Linked DNA regions of Anas platyrhynchos: region 1 is linked to region 2. The links are chromatin contacts, called in public Hi-C maps. All regions are on one chromosome and are shown on one strand. Each heading gives the region's core, a stretch centred on a gene start, on an enhancer-like site or on the middle of the called end of the contact. The rest is flanking DNA. Distances are from core to core; before and after follow the strand shown.

The links. A called contact is a pair of places that touch in the nucleus more often than the background predicts.
Region 1: a Hi-C map of skeletal muscle shows a contact between it and region 2, with 2.1 times the contacts expected there. The contact joins the promoter of LOC101794119 here to the enhancer-like site in region 2. A contact is called at or near these places in 2 of 8 Hi-C or Micro-C datasets (liver and skeletal muscle).

The regions. Positions count from the first base shown.
Region 1 is chr1:179,803,720-179,810,129 of IASCAAS_PekinDuck_T2T, forward strand. LOC101794119 (phosphatidylinositol 3,4,5-trisphosphate 3-phosphatase TPTE2) reads left to right here and starts at 2,563. Exons shown (of 19, transcript XM_005014849.6): 1 at 2,563-2,702; 2 at 3,594-3,685; 3 at 5,463-5,540. The coding sequence starts at 3,636.
Region 2 is chr1:179,753,290-179,759,307 of IASCAAS_PekinDuck_T2T, forward strand. It overlaps VPS36 (vacuolar protein sorting 36 homolog), which reads left to right. Exons shown (of 14, transcript XM_005014858.6): 13 at 616-692; 14 at 776-2,951. The coding sequence ends at 869. Among named protein-coding and RNA genes, the nearest start is that of THSD1, 8.3 kb to the right of the region's middle. Within about 2 kb of position 3,287, at least 2 of the 8 cell types and tissues checked have an H3K27ac peak or open chromatin away from gene starts, as enhancers often do.

The DNA.
Region 1 (6,410 bases), core at 1,313-3,812, 50 kb after region 2:
AAAAGATGGACATCTTTGAGCTCCTTGACTCCGGTGTGATGAGGATCGCTTCAATTTATTACTCACAGCACAGCTCTTCACTCTTTTTTTCTGGAGTTGTGGCTATCAGAAGTGGAGAGCTGAGAACACACAGAATCCAAATAAAAAGCACAGGCAACATTTTCAGCCCAACATCTTTCTGTTTTTGGAGCCAAGGCTCTTGTTATGCATTTTGCCACAGAGCCACATGCAGCAATCAGCTGCAGCTGGTGACTCCCTAGTGCTGCTTGAGGTGTTTTCAGTTACTTGTTTTCACAATACAGCCACTGGTGCTCTCAGTCTGATGTGCCGTGGTGTTGAACATTGCCATCAGGATGACTGTGATTTGCAACACGTGAAAAGTTAATCAAGAAGTGTTTGTGAGCTTTTTGACACACGCACACACATTCCTTGTTCTGATGTGACTGTCAGTGGGTCTGTAAATCAACCATGGGTTTCTTTTAAAGATGTTACATGGTCCTTCAGGTATCAAGGGCTGAAAAACACCATCCTGAGGCCCTGCGTACTGAGACTGATAGTACATGTATGTAAATACAGTTTGCTCACTCATCTGCATGTACAGAATATTAGTTTTCTCAGTGCTAGGCAGCAGTTCTTCTGTCCACTTTTCCAGTCTCTGTCAGCAGCAGACTTTATCATTGAGGCTTTTATCTGGGGGCATGGTTCAAAACAACACCACACAACATTAAATAACATAAGACTGCTCTCAATCCCTGCGGAACCTCTCTGGGAACGAACTGCTTTAGCATCATTCTCCTTTTATAGTTATTTTAAGACCAGAGTGCTGGGTTTTCACCAAAGTAATGTGAACCAGACTGATTTTGTGTCCTTCTACCTCTTTAATCAAATTTTCTAGACAGACAGTTGCTTACAGGAGCAACAAAATACCTTTATTTTATCAGTAAAACTTATAAGCTCATTTTCAAAGTATGAATTAATTTCTCGCAAATTATTTTCCATAATCCCATGTTGATTGGCATTATTATCATCATCACCACGCTTCTTTATTATTTTATTAGTGGAAGCCTCTGTCTAATCTGCTCTCATTTTGTTTGGGAGCAAAGCCAAGCTGACAGACTGTCATCATAAGGTCATCTGATCTACCTGCGTTTAATTGGCAGAGAATCGATCCCCCCCGCTTATCTCCATATTTCTGTTATCCCAAAACATAGTAAAAATTGAATCATTTTTCTTGTCGGTATCTCTTAAAAGTATCAGATACAAATGATCCATACTTAGTTATTTTAAAGTCTGCCAAGTTATGCGATTCTGTTTACCACCATTCTCAGTTATTTTTGGAATTTAAAATATGCCATCACCTCTCTGAGATATGCCTTCTTTATCTGCTTTCACACAGTATAACTGGATTAGTTACTGAACGTTTCAACCTTTTCTGTATTTTGTTGACAATTCTGTTATTTTACACTCATGAATAATTGCTCAGGGATAATAACTGGATTCTGAGGGTCTTTTAAATGTCAGTATCATGAGTTAAACAGCGTAATATAATGAAAATGATTTACAAGTCATTAATTTAAAAACATTTTTTTTTTTAATGAAACTTTGGTCATCTTTCTACATTTTTATCCACCAGCTGAGAGCTCAAACATCATTTTTATTAAAACAGAAAATGGTATTTCTACTTTAGCCATCTGACTTCAGAAGTTATAGCTTTAAGAAAATAGATTGACCATTGGGAAACTCATGGAGACACATCAGAGCTTGCAAATCCACAACAGCATCACCAGTGCTATAAGATTAGATGCATTGAAAGCAAAAGTTATGGTGCTATCATGGGCAATAAATGAGAAAAATTAGAAGGTTTTTATTATTATTATTATTATTACTGTTTTTATTTTGAAGGGGAAGCTTTCTATTTAGTCTGCTGTCCCAAACTGCTCCATATTCTCAGGACACTCAGAACAACCTTGAAGTCTTAATGGTTTGATTGCTTTTGGGGTATTTGATGGTATTTTTATAGCTATAAAACATGTATTAGAAAGTCAACAACTTTAAAAATAATTGAGTGCTGCGTTCAGTTTTGGGTCCCTCACTACAAGAAGGACATGGAAGCCCTGGAGGGTGTCCAGAGCAGGGCTACGAAGCTGGTGAAGGGCCTGAAGCACAAATCCTGTGAGGAGCGGCTGAAGGAGCTGGGGGGGTTTGGTCTGGGGAAGAGGAGGCTCAGGGGAGAGCAAAGAGGAGGCCTCATTGCTCTCTTCAGCTGCCTGAAAGGAAGGGGTGGGGAGCTGGGGGTCGGCCTCTGTTCACAGGTAACCAGTGACAGGACCAGAGGGAATGGCCTCAAGCTGTGCCAGGGGAGGTTCAGGCTGGCAATGAGGAGACATTTCTGCTCAGAAAGAGCAGTCAGGCACTGGGACGGGTTGCCCAGGGAGGTGGTGGAGTCACCGTCCCTGGGGGTGCTCAAGAAGAGGCTGGACGTGGTGCTTGGGGACGTGGTTTAGTGGGTGATGGTGGTCGTAGGGGATGGTTGGACCAGGTGATCTTGAAGGTCTTTTCCATCCCAAATGGCTCCATGAGGGCTGGGGCTGCTGCCTGCCACACCTGCCAGCCCTCAAGCTGCGGGAGCCGACCCGAATCGCTCTCTTTGAGCTCCCCCTGCTGCTGGGCGCGCTGCAGGAACCCTGCCGCGGAAAGAAAGGGTGGGTGACACGGTGTGGGGTGACACGGCGGGGGTGACAGGCTGCGGGGTGACTCGGTGCAGGGCGAGCGGCTGTGGGGCGACACTTTGTGAGGTGACACGGTGTGGGAGCGGGCACGGGGTGCCAGCGGCTGACGGGACGGGCTGGCAGGACCGAGCTCGCCCCATCCCCCGCGGGCTGTGCCCCTTCCTAGGATCGTGCCGGGGGGTCCCCGAGGCTCCGGAGGGGCTCGGAGGGGGGGAACCGGCCGGGCCCGGCGCGCCGCGGCCATGGAGGGGCTGAGGGGAGGCGGGCGGCGGGGCCGTCGCCATGGCAGCGGGCGGGCCCGGCCCGGCCCCATTTGATCCGCGGGGTGTGGGGGGGGCTGGAGCGTGCCCCCAAGAGCCCGGCCTCGCCTCAGCGGGTGAGTGGGGAAGGGGCGGAGGAGGAGAGGGGACGGGGAGGCGAGGCCGAGCCTCAGGAAGTTTAACGCAATTTTCCGCTGAGTCCGCGGGCGGGCTCGACTTTGAGCTGGGGAGGCGGGCGGCTTCGCTGAGGTGAGGGCGGCGGGGGGCTCCCGGGGGCTCCTTCCCTCCTTTTATCCCTCCCTTGCTCCCTCCCTCCCCTCCTGTGGGGCCATATTCTGCTCGGGGAGCTGCTCCCCTCAGCGAGGAGACCCTCGCCCACCGTGCCCGTGGTTCCATCCCTCCCTTGGGGTTGAGGGGGTGCAGGTAGGTCAGGGGGGCTGTGGGCATCCCTGCAGCGCTCCCTCACGGCTGCGTTTCCTCCTCTGTGAGGAAAAAGAGGTGGGAAGGAAGCAGGAGCCTTGTCCTGCAGTAACATCAGTGAAAGCTACTTGTAGGCACAGGTGCTGGTGCTCACTGTTGCCTGTACGGGTCTCTCTCTGTTTAGATGTGCTTCTCCTAAGACCAGCCGAGCGACAACAGAAACAAAATGACGACTGTGAGGTACGAACAAGGGTCGGAGCTCAAAGAAGCCTCAAGGTGAGTGAAATGAGCTGCATCGGTGTGTGAGCTCAGCTCACGTGTGCTGTGTGCAGTCTTCTGCCCGGTTTCTTGATGCTCTGATCATAGCAAAGAGGAGGCTTGAAGTTTATATACTGTATGGTTTCCATTTTTTTCTCCTTCCTTAAAATGCTATTGTTTGAGAGGAGTCTTACATATGAGAGAAATATATTCTTCTGATTAACTTCTTACAAGAAGTCATTTCTTTTGACAATCTTTATTTACAGGTTAAAAACTTTATTAAAGGAGTACAGGCACTGGTAGAGTTAAGCACAGGGCAGTAGGTCTTGCTTTCTTCTAGCCTCTGGAAGCCACTGTCCAGGTATCCTAAAGGTAGGGTCTGGCTCTGCTATCCTTACAAGTCTCAAGTTCTCTTCAGCTGTGAGTAGTTAAGGAAGCTTATGCTCTATGGTTAGTGTGTGGGTAGAAGTTAGGTTCTTCTAGTATGCCCTCTTTTTTGTCTTCTACTCTAGTGTTTAAAGACTAGATGTAGTAGCTTGTGGCAGAGAGTTTGTTTTAGCTTGGGCAACAGGTGGGTGTAGAGCGCTCAGTAAAACAAACTCCCTCTTAGGAAAGCGTTATCCAGAACTGAACCACTGTGTGAGAGCACAGTGAAAACAGTGTGCTTGTCCTTGATTTCTGTTTTCTTTGTGTGTTGAAGATTGTCCTCCTAACCCAAAACACTACTACTGCTCATTCTTATTGGGCTTTTTTCTCACACTAGAGGATAACAAGCTGGCATTCAGTGCCTTTCACATGTCTTCAAGGACGAGCAAGTGGTCTGCAGCAAAAGCGCTGTAGCAGCAGAAACCTCTTTTAATAAGTGAAACATTTCTGCTCTATACTATGTGGATAACTCCACAGTGAATGTCTTGTAAGAACAGCTGAGAAGGAAAACTGCATAGCCGTATATTTACAGAGCTTTGCAACCTTTCTAGGAACAGAGTGAGGATACTGGAGCTGGAAAATAGTGTGTAGACAGTTGCTCCTGCACAAGTAGTAATGATGCCAGAGGCAGAGCCAGAGCCACAGCAAACACTGTGGCCGTGCTATTATGTAGCATAGTATTTCTATATAGAAGGTTAAAATCCAAATTCTTGGGTTTGGATCATCCTGTGACCTTCAAGGCTCTTCAGGTGGCTAAAAAAAATCTTGATCCAAAGAGACCCTGTTAAGGAAGCTATGGTAAGCAGCCCTGCCAAGAAAAAAATGCTGCTCCAGCACTAGCTCAGCTGCTGCCCTGCTCTTGCAGTTTCCGGTTTGGTATCCTGCTCTGCACAAAAACACCTCTGTGCTATGGCTTCTCCTAGCAAGCATTCATTCTCTGAACAAGTAGTCTACTGTAACAGCATCAATATTTTCTGGACTCTGCGAAGTAACTTTGCATATGCATGTTTCTAGCGATTCCAGAGTCTGGACTGGACTCTAAAGGCCTCAGTAGACTCTGGGATGCCTGACTTCAAAGCCCTTTATCCAGTTGCTGAACACAAACATCTTCCTTTCCTTCCCCTAAAGAAAAATTTTTGAAAGATGGATTGCTAAGTGGAGCTAGGTCAGCACAAGCCAAAGGTTTCTGCTGTAACAACATATGGGAAGCCTTTCTTCCCTTAGTATTGTTCATGTGCTCTGGCCCTGGTTGCTGTTCTCACTGCTCAGCTGATAGTAGTTAATGTTACTGGTTCTGGAATAACGAAGGGTAGCAATGTATAAAGCTGAGATCTGTATTGGTATGTGACTTGTGCTCTTCCTTTGCCAGCTCTCCAACAGCAGAGGAGCCCACAATAAAGATAGATGATGGTCGTGACGAGGATAATGAACAGGACAGCTGTTCCAAGTAAGCTAATGGAATACTAAATGCCTTGTTTACCCCCAAAAGTGAAAATGCCTGAACCAAAATGAGAAAGCAGATTGCTTGCTGAAGTAAGAGATAAGCCTTACTTATCTTGCTACTGATGCCTTGATACTTATCTTGATACTCAGAGCATTACACCACTTGATACTGACACTTGTTCTAGTACATAATAACAGCAAGCAACTTCAGGAAGCTGCTTCATGCTTATGGAGATGAAATCTCAGTGCTAGCATTAGCTACAAATATATCAGATAATGGAAAATGGGAAGTTTAAGCTGCAGTGCATGAACTTTCCCAAAGAAGTGAACCTGGGGGAGCACAGAAGAACCAATGCTGCTCAGAGAATGAGGTAAATGAGGATCTGGGGCAACTGGGAAGGATTATGCCTTCAAGATTGAGCTGTCTACACATGCTAGTGATTTACTGTTCTTGAAGCAGTTACATTTTTGAAAGTAACTGCTTCTCTTGTTACTAGACTAGATTACTAAGTCTTATAGCATACTTCAGTCATAGTCAGGTCAGTGACATGTGAATAACATTTCACACTTCCTGCAGCTTGAGCAGTAAGATCAGGCCTGTTATCCCTGTTCTCTTATGTGATAACATGGTTTTAGAGAATTCAGAACTTGGTGGTTAGAAATGCATTTCATAAAGGCTTTAAGCTAAGTAAACAAGCAAATGTTGGGCTGTGTTCTCTTTAACTGATCTGAAATGCTGGCAGGCCAAATTGGTGTGTTATATATTTAGCCTTTTTAGTGTGTGCCTAATAAAGGTGCTTGTCCTTAGATTGTGGAAGCTGAAGTCTTGGTGTACCTGCTGTATTTACACTGCAGGATTTGTTGGATGAAGACC
Region 2 (6,018 bases), core at 2,037-4,536:
AGAAATGGATGAAATAATTTGTAGTTAATAAATCAAATGTTTATATAGGGAAATTCAATGCAGTAATAATCCTGGACTTAACGTTTTGTATTTTTAGTGTCCACATGCCAACCTGTGTGAGAAGGTTTCATTTTAGCATGTATTAACTAGCGTGATTGAGACAGTAGAACCAAAGTTTTGAGTCCCAAGACTGAACCTGTCTTTTCTATTAACTGAATGTGATAGTGGCTTTTACTGATCCCACTAGTAGGCCATAATACAGGGTGGAGCCCTAATGTTTTGGGATTTAATGCAGCTGGTAAAGATGTGTTAAATCAACTCAAATTCCCCACCTCTCTTTGAGATGACTTGGATTTCTAAATGGATGGCCTGTCCTGTCCTGCTGGCTTTTATTTCCTCACTTGAGCTTAACTGTCTGCAGAATCCCTTAGTATTTACACAGCTCAGCCATACTAATTGTTACAGAATACTGCTGTCTATGAGCTAATTTTTTTTAATGCAAACAGACTTGTTTTCACAAGAGAGACGCTATCAATTTATCGCTTTACAAGGCTAGGCCTGACTGAGTTGCTACTTTAATACCCTTGTTTGTTTATTTGTGTTTGTTTCTGATAGGTATCCGAAAAAGGTTCTCTCACAGCTGATGAGTTTGCAAAGCTGGTGGGGATGTCCGTTCTCTTAGCCAAAGAAAGGTAATCAATAACGGTTGTGTTTAATAATGCCTTTGTTATCAAGTTGTCCTCAACTAATGCAACAAATCTTCTGCTTTCTTTAGGCTGCTTCTCGCTGAAAAGATGGGCCATCTCTGCAGGGATGATTCAGTGGAAGGCTTGAGATTCTACCCAAATTTATTTCTAACACAAAGCTAATGTAGTTTGTGTACAGCTGCTATGTCTCAGTTGAACATGAGAGCAGAGGGCAAAACCCTTGCCACAACTGACTTCAAAAAAATTTTTACTTTTTGTCAACTGCAACAGTGATGAACATTGCAATGCTTTACAGTTCTCAGGTATTTCAAGTGCTGAACGAATCATCTTATGCGGAACCAAAAGGAAATAGGAATCACTAGGTCAGAAACATTGTAATTGTCTCAAGCTGGCTAGCTTGTGTTTCAAGTCTTATTTGATGTGTTCTGTAACTTCTCATTTCAAGAAAAATGAGATGAGGATTCCACGCAAGTGAAAGTGGAGAGAATACCCCTGTAGCCTGCCTTGAGCGTCGGCACCCAGAACATAGGTTATTGCCTACTCCGATTTCAGTTTATTTATGTCTAGAGCAGCAAAGCAGACAGATGCATCCGTAGTGATAAGAATAGTGACTTTGGTGTGCACTGAGGTATAAGGAACAAAACGGTGTAGCGTAACCCCTGCTCCCTGAAGTGATGAAGTATTCTGAGAGGACCTTGGGATTCTTTACGCTTTGAGAAAAAAAGAACCTGCTGCAGCAGAGATTAACAGATGTTATGTGAATCTAGAAAACATTGTGCGTTTTGTCATGTCTTACTCTAGTATCTCAGATAGAAGCATTGTTAGTGCAGACTTCCTCCCTTCTCTTTCTTTGCCGTCTCCCTTCCTGTCTCATTGTGCTGCACTTTGGGTGCACTTTCTCTGTCCTCTCTCTATGTCATGTCATGTAGTAGCCTCCTGTCACTTTACCAGACTCAGCTGGTAAAGCTTTAATGTGCTTGGATTTGTCTTGTACTTTAATGAAAGATCAGGCTTCATCAGCCTGTTACTGTTTTGGGGAGACGGTTCTTTTTGTTTGTGCCTCGTATGCCAAAATTAATGCCCTTTCAATACTGAAGGGAAGAGGAAGACTATTGCCCCATGTTTAGTAGTCACGAGTTATCTTTTTGTGTGGTACTCCTCACCCTGTGTTCAGACTGAATGCAGTTTGATGGCCTCAGCTTTCATAACTCCAGTGGAGTTGTTCTATTACTTGAAAATCTGTCATGGTAATAATGGTCAGCGGATGTTTATGATCCATACCAGTTAAATTTTCAGCTTTTTAAATGACCAGTTTTAGTAAATGACAAAATTAATTAAAATGTGGGCAAGGACAACATACATGCAACAGCATTGTGGCTGTAAAGCCAAATCAGCATTACAAAAAAGGTGAGAAAGGTGTGTGTTTGTTTAGCGGCCTGAAAATGTTGTCAGAGCTGTTTGTTACCATAGGTCAAACAGGGTTAAGAACCTGGGAATAATGGGTTCAGCGTGGAGATCCCTACAGTGCTGATGCTTTTGATCTGTCCAATGTGCATTTAGATCTAGAGAATTGTATCCTCTTATTTTTGTCACTAGCAAACTTTTATGCAGTGCTTTCTTTAGGGTGGTTTTCCTCTGTTTAATGAAAGTGGCTAGAACTAATGAATTCTGCGCAGCTGGAAGAACTATTCCACACCATTCTTGCTGTGTTAACCATCTAGTATCATCTGTCCAGGAGCCGTATGGCCCGCTGCTTTCCTTCATCCTCCCCACAACCCACAGAAGAGGTCTACGCGAGGCACTTCAGGCAGCATCTGTCTAAGAAAGGACTGGAAATCGAGAAATGTCGAAGCAAAAAGCTGGTTCATGAGAGCTGTTTCTCTTGCATGATGCCCAAACCTGCCAAGGGGAGAGCAGTGGTTTGTGGGCCTGAGCCTCTCCCCACAAGGGGGCATGTCTTCTGCCAGCAAGCACAAAGACAGAAAGGAAATGCCAACTGTAAACTTCCAGACTCTGTTGCTCCAACACAGAGCATTTCAGTATCTTAATTAAGCAATAACAATATGATGTATTACGAATGATGGTACTTTCTTGAGCGTTTTCTTCCCAAGATTTTCCTTGATGTTTTTTTTCTTCCTGTAGGGAAGAAATCTAGAAGCCAGATTGTAGAGCTGGTTTAAAATTTAAATGTAAAGAGGAAATGACTGCCAGAAAGTAATAAAAAATTAAAAGATTTTTCTTAAATAGGCTGTTCTGTGAGTTTTTTCTTCCTAAATGTTTTTGGGCAGCATTAACACTTTTACAAATCAAAATCTTGTGGTTCTGTGTTTTTTGTTTTGTTTGTTTTTTTTTCTTCCAACCTTGATGTTTCTATGACACGTTTTTGCTGTGTCATTTGTACCCAGAAGGGTAGAAGTCAGGATCAATTTAAAATTAAAAGATAGAATTCAACACAGCTAAAATGCCCTGGTTCTGTTGCTTAGTAGCCTGTGACCTAGCAGAGGCTAAAATCACAAAACTGTGGATGTCTGTGGAAGCACAGACTGGCTCCCTCATGAAGTCAGAGTCAGACCCAGACGTACACCCTGTGCTGGCATTGGAAAGGCCTTGAACACATTTAAATGTGTTTTCCCAGCTGATAGACCACAGAAATCACGTATCTGATACCCACAGTGAGCCAGCTGCTGGCAGAACGAGTATAGTGGCATTATTCATGGGTGTGTGATATCGGGGTAGCACATCAGATTGTCCGAAGTTGTCAGTGCCCAGTCCTGTTTCCACTGGTACTACTAGCAAAAAAAAAAAAAAAAAATAATAATAAAGCAAACTATTTACTGTATTGATGCAGGATTATGGAAGAGAGGAGACTACAGCTTAGTACAGAAGGTGCTTGTATGAATCTCGTTTTCTTACATGTTTTGATTGTTCCTAGGATGTTTGTGTCATACCATGATATGTGAGCACTATCTCGCTTTGCTAGGGTGTCCAATGATGCAGGCCTTTGAACAGAGGCTGGTAACAGAGCTCCATTCAAAAATCCCCCGCTCCTTTATGGAGCGGTCTTAAACGATGATTATGCTTTTCATTTGAAAACACAGGCTTTTTTATGCCCCTGGCAGGAAAAGAAGGCTGCTCAGGAATCTGTACATCTTTTCCGCTTCTCCTTTGCCTTTGTTTTCAGGAACAATCACTTTATGCTCAGCCTATGGAAGCATGGATCTGATCCGAACTGTGCTTCTGAAGGGCAGACTCTTTTCTGGAGTGTTATATACCTGTGTAGGTATGGGGATTTGGAAGTCCTTTAGAAGTGTATCTTTAATAATTGCTCCTGGTTGTGTAGTGATTAGCTAAACTCATCAACGCTCAGTTTTCCTAACAGCTTTTATGGTTTGTCCAAAGGACCTGACTCTGTGCGTTGTAAAATTAGTGGAAGTGTTGGCACCAATTTGGTGAAGACCGTAGTGGGAGCCAGCAGGAGCCTGCTGCCACCAGGAGAAGTGATATTTAATAATAAAAACTAAATAATAATAATCAATAATATAACAATAAATATTAATAAAAACCAAATAATAAATAATAATAATAATTAATAATAAAAAACTAAAACTGAGAGGGGGGGGGGGAGTCCTCAGTTTCAGAATACCCCAGATCCTGCTGGTTAGCGCACACTCCTGAGAGGTAAGCCTGATAAAAGCCAGCTTGCTTCACATCCCAGCTCCAAGCCGAAGGCTAGGTATGATTTGGGGTTTCCTCTTTCCCTTTGGATTATAAATGCTGTAACTTCAGATTCCTGCAGATGACAAGGACGTTAATCCCTGCTCTGCTGTGCTCACAGCAGTGACCGACAGCAAGCTGAAGGTAAAAGGGGCTGGTGCTGCCAGAATATTCATGACCTCTCTCTGAACTTAGCCTTTTGCTTCTACTTTTAGCCTAAGAGCTCAGAGCATCCAGACGTTTTGCATTGTTTAATTCACTTTTTATATACTTGGTTGTTTTCACTTAGATGGCAGAATGATCTCAAGGGAGTGAGTAAAGCAGGAGACTGATGTAATCTAATCTAAATGCTGTTTCAACTTTGAAGTCTGCAGTCAAACAAAGAAATCAGCGCTCCTGTGCCCCCCCATTCACATGTGCAGAATACTCCCGGAAACTCAAAGGCAGGACTTGTTATTTTAACCAAAAAGTTAGCAGGAGGATACACGCCGTGTGAGAGCACTCCCTGATGGGAGGGACTATAAAGGCAGCACGACCACACTGAATAAAATTGTCTGTTGCTGCTTTGGCATTTGTATTGTGGTAATTTCGTGATTTATTTTAGGTAGAATTCATTTCAAATGTTGCCTAAATGTGACAGCATTTGATACTACCTCCTGCTCTCAGCCAGACTTGGCAGCTATGCATGTGTGGCATGATTCCCCCGAGTTTCACTTAAAATCTGACGGGGAGTTTGAGGTGTGTCCTTAAATTGCAAAGATCTTGTGGTCTGATCCACCCATTAAACGGGAAGGGCAAAACTCCCACTGCCTTCACACCCAGCCTTCCTTGGAAGCAGACGCTGACCAGCTCTGCAAAGAGGTGCCTCAGGTAGGGCTGGGCTCCGGCGGCAAGGAAGAGCTTAAAAAGCAGTCTGGAGTAAGATCCCCAAATGTTTTGGTCTTTTCAGCAGAAATACTAAACGAGCCATAAGTGATGCAAAGCGACCGGCTTTGATCTTTCTGCTTTCCTATTGTTTTTTCCACAGTGTTTTGGGAAAGCCCAAGATAAGGATTTTTTATTTTAGTTTGGTTTCCTGCTGGGACAGTGATCCATTCATAGGTTACAAGGCCAGAAGAAACTCTGACCGTCTGTCTTGACCTCTTGGGTACCCGAAGCTGTAGGACTTCCCTTCGTTAATTTGTGCTTGAGCTCCTCTTTCATGAACAAGAGGCCTTGGTTTCTGGAAAACCCCACAACTCTTGGCAGCTTTTGCCAGTGGCTGTTACCTGTGGTAAAAATGCTCTCAGCACACATAATCAGAGCTTGCTTAGCTTCAGCTTCCAGGGACTGGACATTATAGTTACTGAATCTGCTATCACGGGTGTATTTCCCCATAAAAACAAACCATTTGGAGCCCTTCTGCCCACTACATATTATTTTTTTCTGTGTAGATGCAAGCGTGAGTCAGGCTGCAGCCTCCTGGTGGGCTCTCACCTCCATGGGGACCTTAAAAAAGAGGGAAAGTGGGGTTCGAGGGTGGTGCCCTGCACGAGCTGCATTGGGCTATATGCTCTGCAGCTCCCATTCCTAATTAAAATCCCAAGCTAGACTTTTT